Linked DNA regions of Mus musculus: region 2 is linked to region 1. The links are chromatin contacts, called in public HiChIP or PLAC-seq maps. All regions are on one chromosome and are shown on one strand. The core of a region is the stretch at or near the end of the contact, and the rest is flanking DNA. Distances in the headings are between cores, read along the strand shown. Region 1 overlaps Lrfn1 (leucine rich repeat and fibronectin type III domain containing 1). Region 2 holds the start of Ccer2 (coiled-coil glutamate-rich protein 2).

Region 1 (4,775 bases), core at 1,244-3,743:
AAGGAAATAATTACCTAACCCCTTTCCATCCTTACTTGGGAAACAGTAGGTATTCATTATATGTGCTTCCCGAATTTAAAAAAAAAACAAAAAAACAAAAACAAAAAAACCAGCTCTGAGTTAGACATTGGTGCCACACGCTTGTGGTCCGAGCACCTTGGGAGGCTGAGCAGGAGGATCTTCAGTTCAAGGTCAGCCTGGCTTATGCAGTGCCTTTGAGGTCAGCCTGGGCTACACAGTGAGATCTTGTCCCAAAAAACCCAATAAAGTAAAATAAAATAAAATGGCTGCTTCCATTGTGACCATTGGCAACTGCGCCCTGAAGAGACCATTAGACCAGTCCCTGCCCTGAGGGAATACACAGCCCAGTGGGTAGGGGTGGGGCCCATTGGGAATCAGTACCTGATCCCTGTGGTCCCTCCACCTTCATAGCTTATCAGTACGGCTCCCAGTCACAGACCCTGGCACAGCAGGGATGGTACATAGTGGGTACTTGATAAATGGCTGTTGGCTAAAGAGGAACATCTTGTTCTTGCCTTCCTTCTGCACTGTAGAGTCTGCTGAGTGCCTGGCCCTGGGCTTCACTTTCTTTGGGTTACTAGAGGGTTGGGAGCCATTTCCCTGTCAGTGGTAGCCCCAGGAACTTGAGTGTGCTTAGCCCTTCAAGATAAGCCTGGCTCTTGGCCTCCATCTGTGTCCTTGTCAGCCACTGTGCTTGCCAGGGGCTCTCTCTTCCCTTGGCTCTGCTTTTGTTTTTGAGGCACGCTTTTGCCTAGGCTAGCCTTCAGCTCACTATGTACTCCAGGCTGGCACAGAACTCATTATCTTCTGAGACTACAGGGACTGTATCACTACACCAAGTACACACTTCCTCATTTTGCTTTGGCTGTCAGGACTGAGGACATTGTGTCAGAAGCCCTCCCTAGATAGACAGACGGACACATTCTTACAGACAGTCAGCAGACCAAGGCCCCAACAGAAACTCTCACAAATTATGTACAGAGATGCAGCTGTTTGCTATAAAGCTGTTACCATCACCTCTATTTATTTCATTAAAAAATTTTTTTAAAGATTTTATTTATTTTTATTATATGTAAGTACACTGTAGTTGTCTTCAGACACTCCAGAAGAGGGAGTCAGATCTCGTTACGGATGGTTGTGAGCCGCCATGTGGTTGCTGGGATTTGAACTTCAGACCTTCAGAAGAGCAGTTGGGTGCTCTTACCCACTGAGCCATCTCACCAGCCCCTCATTAAAATTTTTTAAAATTATTTTTTGGGTGGTGGTGGCGCACGCCTTTAATCCCAGTACTCGGGAAGCAGAGGCAGGCGGATCTCTGAGTTTGAGGACAGCTTAGTCTACAGAGGAAGTACTAGGACAGCCAGGGCTACACAGAGAAACCCTGTCTCAAGCAAAGAAAGAAAGAAAGGAAGAAAGAAAGAAAGAAAGAAAGAAAGAAAGAAAGAAAGAAAGAAAGACAGACAGACAGACAGACAGACAGACAGACAAGAAAGAAAGAAAGAAAGAAAGAAAGAAAGAAAGAAAGAAAGGAAGGAAGAAAGGAAGAAAGAAAGAAAGAAGAAAAATTACTTAAGTGTGTCATTTAACATTCTTAAAATTATGCGTGTGTGTGCGTGTGTGCACGTGTGCCATAACATACATATGGCAATCAGAGGACATCTTGTGAGAATCTGTTCTCTCCTTCCACCATGTCTTAGGGGTCAGATTCTGGTTGTTACATTGGTAGCAGGCTCCCTTACCCACTGAGCTATCTGGCCAGCCTTTATTTTATTTTTATTCATTCATTTTTATGGTACTGTTGATTGAACTTAAGGCCTCACATATGCTAGGCAATCCTCCTGTAATAAACCAAGCTCCTCACTGGGGGATTCTAGGCAGGGCCTCTACCACTGAACCACGCCTCCAGCCTCTCACTGGGGGATTCTAGGCAGGGGCTCTACCACTGAGCCACGCCCCCGGCCCCTCACTGGGGGATTCTAAGCTTGTGCTCTACCACTAAGCCACACCCTCATTTCTCTTTCTTTTCAGTCACAGAACTCGATGCTCTGTGGGAGAGATCATTTGCTCTCACCGAGAGCGGCAGAGCTGTCTTTCATATGCTTGAACGCACACTTATTGAATACCTAGTGTTTGCCAGGCAGGGATGGTGGGGAGATGGATGATGCGTTTCTGTCATTTGGATTGTGTGGTTTTTCATCGCTCTTCACTGTTCCTCTCTGATCCATAGCCATAGTGTGGCAGGGTGGGGGAAAGCTCCAGACCCAGTATGTAAGCAGATCTTGGTGGTCGCTTCTCCTCAGTTGGGCAAGGATACTTCTTCCCCGAGGGCCCCAGTTCTATCCTGCATCCTCCTTTGCAGATGCTTGTATAGATAGGATGGCACTGCAGGGGTTAACTTCCTCTCTGCAGCCATGGGCTGAGGTGACATCCAACAAGAAGCCTGCTCAGCTGCTTGCTCTGGTCTGACAGCCAATGAGAGACTCGTGGGCCCAGGCTTTCTTAAGGAGCCAGTGACTGTCCTTGAAAAGGGGGGAGCCCCTAGCAACTGGTTATTTGGGGAGAAGATCCAAGGAAATCCAAGCCTCAAGGAGAAGAAAAGGGAAAGTTACAGCCAAGAAGGGGGACAGGGCAGCTTGAGGTGGGTGGTTTATGGAAAATGAAGAACTTAAGGTGGGGTCTTTTGGGGAGGGTGGGACCTATGCCTGAAGTCCAGATGGCAGGGACCTTCTTGGAGAGGGTCTCAGGACCAGCAGGCAGCAGGCCTGTGGGGCTCTGACAGGTAAGCACGCTCGGAGACAGGGCATGGCTTTTTGGAGGAGGTGGAACTTGTTCTGCATGGTATCAAGCAGAGGAAGGGGCGGTGCTTGTCTCTGGTGAGCCACTAAGAGCCTTGGCAAGAGAGGAGAGCTTGCGCGGTTGGTTGCAGCGCATGCCAGTCAGGGCACACTCCACACTCTGGATTCCCTGAGGCTGGAAGTAGCCCAAACAGACTGTGCCAAGATACGCTCATCAAAAGACACCTAAGTCTGGGAGGGAATGTCCCTAGGGTGGATCTTAGAGGGATGTAGAGGGTGCAGCGGGTGAGATGGCTGAGTGGCTTAAAAGGCACTTTCTACCAAGCCTGTTGACCCGAGACTCGAGTTCAATCCCTGGGTCACATATGGTGGAAGGAGAGAACAGACTCCTGCAAGTTGTCCACTGATCTCATCTTTGCACACACGTATATACACGTTAATCAAAGTAATTTAGATGAGGTCAGGCCAGTTAACAATGATATTGTTGTAGACTAAATGTAATCGAAAAAGAGACAGATGGGCAGATATCCTTGGAGTGGGAGCCCACAGAGTTGCTGGAAACCCTGGATGGGACATTAGCTCACAGTGACATCCTTAGACACCCTGGGCTTTGTTTGGGTGCGTTAACTCATTCATTCCCTGTGCTGTCTCAAGGATATAGGAATTCTCATTGTTCCTGTTAGAGGGAAATGGTACACAGAGAAGTTAAGAAACAGGTGTGTGGTCACAGAGCTAGCAAAGGGCAGAGAGGTGGCTCCCGGGTATTTAACTGAAGGACTTTGCTATGCTATGTACCTTATTTGAGAGGAGGCTATAGCAAAGAACGAAGCCCATGCTTGGCTACAGTTTAGTCAGTTGTAGATAAGTATGTGGAAGGTATGCTTCAGTGAATTGGTTCCTGGAATTCTGGTGGTACAACGAAGAGCGTTCATAGAACAGCCGGTTGCCTCTAGAGGAGCTGTCCCAAGGTGCCTCGAAGGGCTTGTAAGCCAGAGTGCAACTTAGAAGGGCAGTGAGTGGGAATATGTAGCTTAGGTGCTTTGGAAACTGAGCCAGGAGCTGGGGCTGGCCTTGCAGCATGCTCCCTTCCGGAAAGGTAAGAGTGTATCAAAGAGGAGAGTGGAGTGCTTGCAGGAAGTCCTGGATTTGTTCCCTATCACCACAAAAACAAACAAACAAACAAACAAACAAAACCCAGACAAACCAATATGTACACATCTGTAAGCCTGAAATTCCAGCATTCAGGAGGTGGAGGCTGGTTGAAGACCAGGGACTACCAGTCCACCACCCTTAACTCCAATGTCCATCTGAATGGAGGAAGGGCACACAGATTGGGGGGGGGGGGGTGGCCATAGCATTGATCTCCTTAAATGATAGCTGTGTACAGGGAGAGTGAGTGATAATATTCCAAGGTAGAGCAGAGATAGTCCCAGTAGGTGATGCTAAAGTCCGGTGGTTCTGGAGGCGTGGCATATAGATGAGGGGGGTGTGGTCTGGAGCAGTGACGAGAGGCTGGCATTATATTGACTTGAATGGATCCTGTAGTCTGCGTAGACGCCAGTAGCATGGTTTCCCACAGTTAGGGTGTAAAGTGAAGGGACATGGTTAAGAGTGGGGCTAACTGCGTCCTGATTGCACCCCTTTCCACAGGATGATCCCTTCTACCAGCCAGACCTTCCTAGTGAATGACCTGGCGGCTGGCCGCGCCTATGATTTGTGTGTGTTGGCAGTCTATGACGACGGGGCCACCGCTCTGCCGGCTACCAGAGTGGTGGGCTGTGTGCAATTCACCACCGCGGGAGATCCTGCACCATGCCGCCCGCTGAGGGCCCATTTCTTGGGCGGCACCATGATCATCGCCATCGGGGGCGTCATCGTAGCCTCGGTCCTCGTTTTCATCGTTCTGCTCATGATTCGCTACAAGGTGTACGGAGATGGGGACAGCCGCCGCATCAAGGG
Region 2 (4,775 bases), core at 1,368-3,867, 290 kb after region 1:
CAGTCTGCCACCAGATGACAGCTGTCTGCTCCAGAGGCTGGCGTTCTAGAGACCCCTGATACTTAGAGACTTTCCCCTGTAGCTGGTCCTGATGTCTCTGTAGGTGTCACCTCCCCTCCTGGACTCCTGAGTCTACTGTCCCTTCCCTGCCAGTGAATTATTGTCAGTGATCCCTCTACCATTGAGGCTGTCAGCCAGAGGCACGGCTCAGCCTGTGGGCCGGAAGAAGGCCGTCCCAGCTTCTTCTTCCCACCTCAGTGCGGAGCAGAATGGCCACAATAAATGGTCGTGAGAACAGAGTCTTCTGGATCCATGAGCACAGGAAGTGCTGGCTGACTGCTTTCATTGCTAAATCAATCGTCAAAGAGGCTGTGGCTGCCTAGGGGCTCCCCAGGGATGCCAGGATCTCTCCCTTCCTCTGGAATAAGGCCATCACCCTCTGATGGCTCCCTCAAACTGAGCCAACTTTATCCTTCTCCTCCACTCATGGTCCCCGACTCTGGTGCTGTCCATAGTGTCACACTCATGGCCGCTGACGCAGGCCCCTTTGCCTGCACTAGCTCAACCCTGGTGGATTGTGCTCAGCATCTTGAGCAGCTCCAGCCACCTTCAGGCTGTCCTCCGTGGTTTTCCACCTCCAGTGGGTTAGCAAACCTGAGGTTTCACCTTCAGAATGTTCTAGAATCTGCCAGTTGCCCTCTCCTTCCTCAGCCCTATTCTTTATCTGGCCACTTCCCCCACCCTCCACCCCCACCTGGGTAGTCACAAGAGATTCCCCAGAATTCCAAATGTCACACAGTCACATAAACAAACTCTCTGCAGCTGACAAAATCACACCCCTGCTAGAGCACAGGGCAAATCATAGCTGCTGCAGACAGTCCAAAGCAGCCCCGTGTCCCACACCTGGGATCAAAACAAAAATATGTCCCTATTGCTCTGTTTTTTGTGGTGGTGGTGGTGAGACTCTGTCTTAACATAAGGAGCTGGAGAGGTGGCTCAGCAGTTGAGAGCATCCACCCTCTGCTCTTTCCAAGGACTCAAGTTCAGTGTCCAGTAGCCATGCCTGATGGCCCACACAGTCCAGCTCCAGCTGCTCAGAGGCCCCCCCCCCCCCCGGTCTGGACTCCATGTCACCTGCACTCACATGTGTACATACCCACCGCCACATACACACAAATGTTTTTAAAAAGAACGTTGCAGCCGGGCAGTGGTGGCACATGCCTTTAATCCCAGCACTTTGGAGGCAAAGGCAAGTGGATTTCTGAGTTCGAGGCCAGCCTGGTCTACAGAATGAGTTCCAGGACTACACAGAGAAACCCTGTCTCAAAAACAACAATGGAGTTGGAGAGATCGCTCAGTGGTTAAGAGCACTGACTGCTCTTCTAGAGGTCCTGAGTTCAAATCCCAGCAGCCACATGGTGGCTCACAACCGTCTGTAATGGGATCCAATGCCCTCTTCTGGTGTGACTGAAGACAGCTACAGTGTACTCATATAAGTAAAATAAATAAACTTAAAAAAAAAAAGCCATAAAACTTTCTTTAAAAAACAACAACAACAAAAAAGAGAAGGCTGCAGCTAGCCGAGGCTGTCTCCAGTAAGACCCTGTCTCAAAGAAAGAAAACCAGATTACTGGATATTATCTGTGGTGGCTCACATTTTGTATTCCCAGCATTTTGGAAGCTAAGGCAGGAGGATTGCCACAAATTGGAGGCCAGCCTGGGCTATATAGAAAGACCCTGTCTTTAAGAGGAAAAAAAAAAAAAAAAAGGAAAGGCAGGCAGGCAGGCAGAAGAGTTACTTAGGACTTGGTTGGTGGCTTGTGGAGAAAAGTGCTGTGCTAGCATGACAAGTGCTGTGCTAGCCTGACCTTACTTCAGACCCTTGGAAGCCACACAAAAGCTGTGTGCTCTTGTAACCCAAGCACTAAGTGGATAGTTGGATCCCAGGAGCTTCCTAGTTAACTGTGCTATCCCAAAAGTCTAGCTCCAAGTCAATGAGAGACCCTGTTTCAAAAAATAAAGAGCAACACGGGAAGACACTTGCCATTGACTTCCGGTCTCCACACGTGCATACACCACACCACACAAGCAGTCCTGGCGTGCCATGCAGTCCTGTGAAGTTCCCAGCACCGCCCAAGCACCACCCCTCACATATTTCATCCTCACCCAAAAGCGCTGGAGTGGATTTTCACCAAAATCTAAGAAAGCGTCTTAAGCAATTGTCCCAGCACTGAGCAGCTGGTGGGTTCTGGAGCAGGGACTTGGGCCAGAAGGAACTCCCACCTCTGGGGGAGCAGATTTAGAAGGATCCACTTTCCAGATGAGGAGAAAGAGCCGAGAAAAAGAGAGTTGCCCAGCTCCCACGTGAGTCTCTGAGGAGACCCTCCCCAGCCCGTGCTCCTGAGCCAGAAGCCCAGAGGGGTGCATGCTTAAGTGTCGGTTCCTATGAATAATTGAGGTTCCTAGAGTGCCCCACAGCTGTCCCCTCTCCCTGAGCCGGGGGGGGGGGGTTAATGACGTCATCCCCCCTTGCGGGGGTGGGGGGGGCACTACACCTGGGTTATAAGGCGCTAGCACTGGCTGGCTGCCCGGCAGAAAGGTCCCGGGTCCGGACTCCCCACCATGCTGCTTCGTGTAACCACCTCTGCAGCGCTGCTGCTGCTGCCTCTGCCCCCGCTGCTGGCATTGCTGCTCGGGGCTGGTGAGTCCAGGGCCCACAGAGGGATCGGGTGGCAGGGAAGTACACCTGAGGTCGGGCTATAGGTGGACAGCTGAGGGGTACAAGGGAACAGCACACCTGGCAGGTGCCGGTCCCCGGGCGGGCTGTGGACCGAGGTGCCGGTGGTGGGGGAGGGTGGGAGAGTTGGGATCAGTACCATGAACAGCACCCGTTTTCTCCCATCATAGCCTCTTCAGCTCCATTGATGCCCAGACCCTCCAAGGAGGAGGTGAGCAGACTCCTTTCTTGCCCTCCCCTTCCCGTTGGGTCCCTTCTGCCCAACTTCTCGCTGGATTCCCACCTCTTTTGATCCCGTAGCCACTCTTTTCCCAAATCCCCTGCCCTTGCCCTCTCTCTGACCGTTCATCCTTGCCCCCAGCTAACCCGCTGTCTAGCAGAGGTGGTCATGGAGGTGCTGACACTGGGCCAGGCCCAGCGGGGCCCCTGCACAGCTCTGCTCCACAAAGGTAGGGATGCTCCAGTTGCCCTCAGAACCCCAAGATCCCTTTCCTACCTCCCTACTAGCCCGCAGTGCATGGTGGAAGGGTTCCCTGGCCTGGGTTAGTGTGTGTGGTACTACTCACAGCCCCAACTGTGGTTCAAGAACCTGGTTCCCTTGAAGCTCGCTGCAGGACAGGGACTGAGCAGAGAACATTTGCAGCCCATGGCTCCCCCTCAGTGCTAAGCAGTTCCCTTCATAATGTCAGGAAGGACTCAACTCTCCAGGACAGTTTCCCGAAGAGCATCCTATCTTTTCCCTGCCAGAGATATTTGAGACAGAGCCCCATAGCTGTGTGTCCCCTGAGGAGAAGAAGTTGCTGGGTGAGGACTTCAACCAGCAGGAGTCTGGAAAGATGAGGTCCAGCCAGGAGATAAGGGATGAGGAAGAGGAGGACGAAGCAGAGAGGACCCACAAGTCTGGGGTGCAGGAACAGGCAGTCCACACGAAGCTCCACAGCCAGCTTCACCAGGAGGAAGAAGAGGAGGAAAAGGAAGAAGAGGAGAAGAGCATGCCGGGGAAGACCTCTGAGCATGTGTGGAAGCAACATCCAGAGGGAGGCCTCCAGAAGCGGGTGGCTGAGAAGGCTAGCGATGAGGAGACGGCCCAGTTTCAGGAGGAGGGAAAGGGCATGCAGCTCCTGGGCGGAGGCCGAAATCTGTGGCAGGGGGCCGGGAGGGTCGGAGGAGAGAGGCGTGAAGAGTCCTCGAAGCATAGCCACCACCTGGAGCAGCCTGGCACCAAGGCTAAGCAAGAGGAAGAGGCAGAGGAGGAAGAGGCTTTGGAGCAGGAGGTGAGTGGAGAGGGCACTCCAAGGCTCCAAGGGAGTCTCCTGGTGCTGAACTGCACAATGTGAAATCTGCCATGATGTGGGTCAGAGCAGCCAAGTGTGCACCAGGACTAGGGAGCAATGCCCGAGCAGGGACGGTGACCAGGAAGACACGCTAAGTACACAAAAGCACTAGAGTTAGCCACCATTATCTGTACCAAGCGAGTCAGCTCCCACTGAAGCTAGCAGCTGCTCTCTGGTTCACAACGCTAGTGTCAGAGGCCACTGACTAGGCTCTGCCAAGGTGAATGTCCCAGCAAGATGGCTCAGTGGGTACAGACGCCTGCTGCCAAGTCTTGCTGCCTTGGGTTCAATTCCTAGATCCCAGGTGGTGGATGGAGAGGACTGACCCCCACAGGTAGTCTTCTGACCTCTCCACACATGCTGGGGTGCGCGTGGGCGGGCACGCGCGCGCACACACACACACACACACACACACACCCTAAGTAAATGTGTAAACATTTTTTGTTTTTGTAATTATGGGCTGAGAGATGGTTTAACAGTTTAACAGTCCCTTCCAGAGGACCCCGCTTCAATCCCAGGATCCACATGGTGACTCTGTAACTCCCATTTCCAGGGGATCATATGCCCTCTTCTGGCCTCCCTGGGCAGACATGTGATATAAAGGCAGGCAAACACCAATTTTTAAAAGTTAATTATCACCTCAGTTGGGAGCAGCAATCAAAATAGCCATCGCTTCACAAATGGTCCGCTTAGGGCTAGGCACA

The links. HiChIP or PLAC-seq counts read pairs in DNA pulled down with a chosen protein or histone mark.
Region 2: a contact with region 1 is called in an H3K4me3 HiChIP or PLAC-seq map of forebrain, with 4 times the contacts expected there. The contact joins the promoter of Ccer2 here to the enhancer-like site in region 1. A contact is called at or near these places in 5 of 39 promoter capture datasets (3T3-L1-derived adipocytes, the SN4741 cell line, embryonic stem cells and 2 more), 1 of 484 Hi-C or Micro-C datasets (embryonic stem cells), 15 of 115 datasets of contacts at active chromatin or transcription factors (the NIH/3T3 cell line, the SCID.adh cell line, bone marrow-derived macrophages and 9 more) and 3 of 9 other capture datasets (adipose tissue, embryonic stem cells and pancreatic islet).

Annotation. Positions count from the first base shown.
Region 1 is chr7:28,462,123-28,466,897 of GRCm38.p6, forward strand. It overlaps Lrfn1 (leucine rich repeat and fibronectin type III domain containing 1), which reads left to right. Exons shown (of 5, transcript NM_001141921.1): 5 at 4,467-4,775. Among named protein-coding and RNA genes, the nearest start is that of Lrfn1, 12 kb to the left of the region's middle. Within about 2 kb of position 2,494, at least 92 of the 459 cell types and tissues checked have an H3K27ac peak or open chromatin away from gene starts, as enhancers often do. A contact at or near this core is called in differentiating embryonic stem cells, embryonic stem cells, forebrain and 1 more, where this site is marked.
Region 2 is chr7:28,753,557-28,758,331 of GRCm38.p6, forward strand. Ccer2 (coiled-coil glutamate-rich protein 2) reads left to right here and starts at 2,618. Exons shown (of 5, transcript NM_001195091.1): 1 at 2,618-2,701; 2 at 2,908-2,948; 3 at 3,099-3,186; 4 at 3,485-4,011. The coding sequence starts at 2,623. It overlaps Sars2 (seryl-aminoacyl-tRNA synthetase 2), which reads left to right. Exons shown (of 16, transcript NM_023637.3): 16 at 1-323. The coding sequence ends at 18. It also overlaps a transcript of Nfkbib not described here.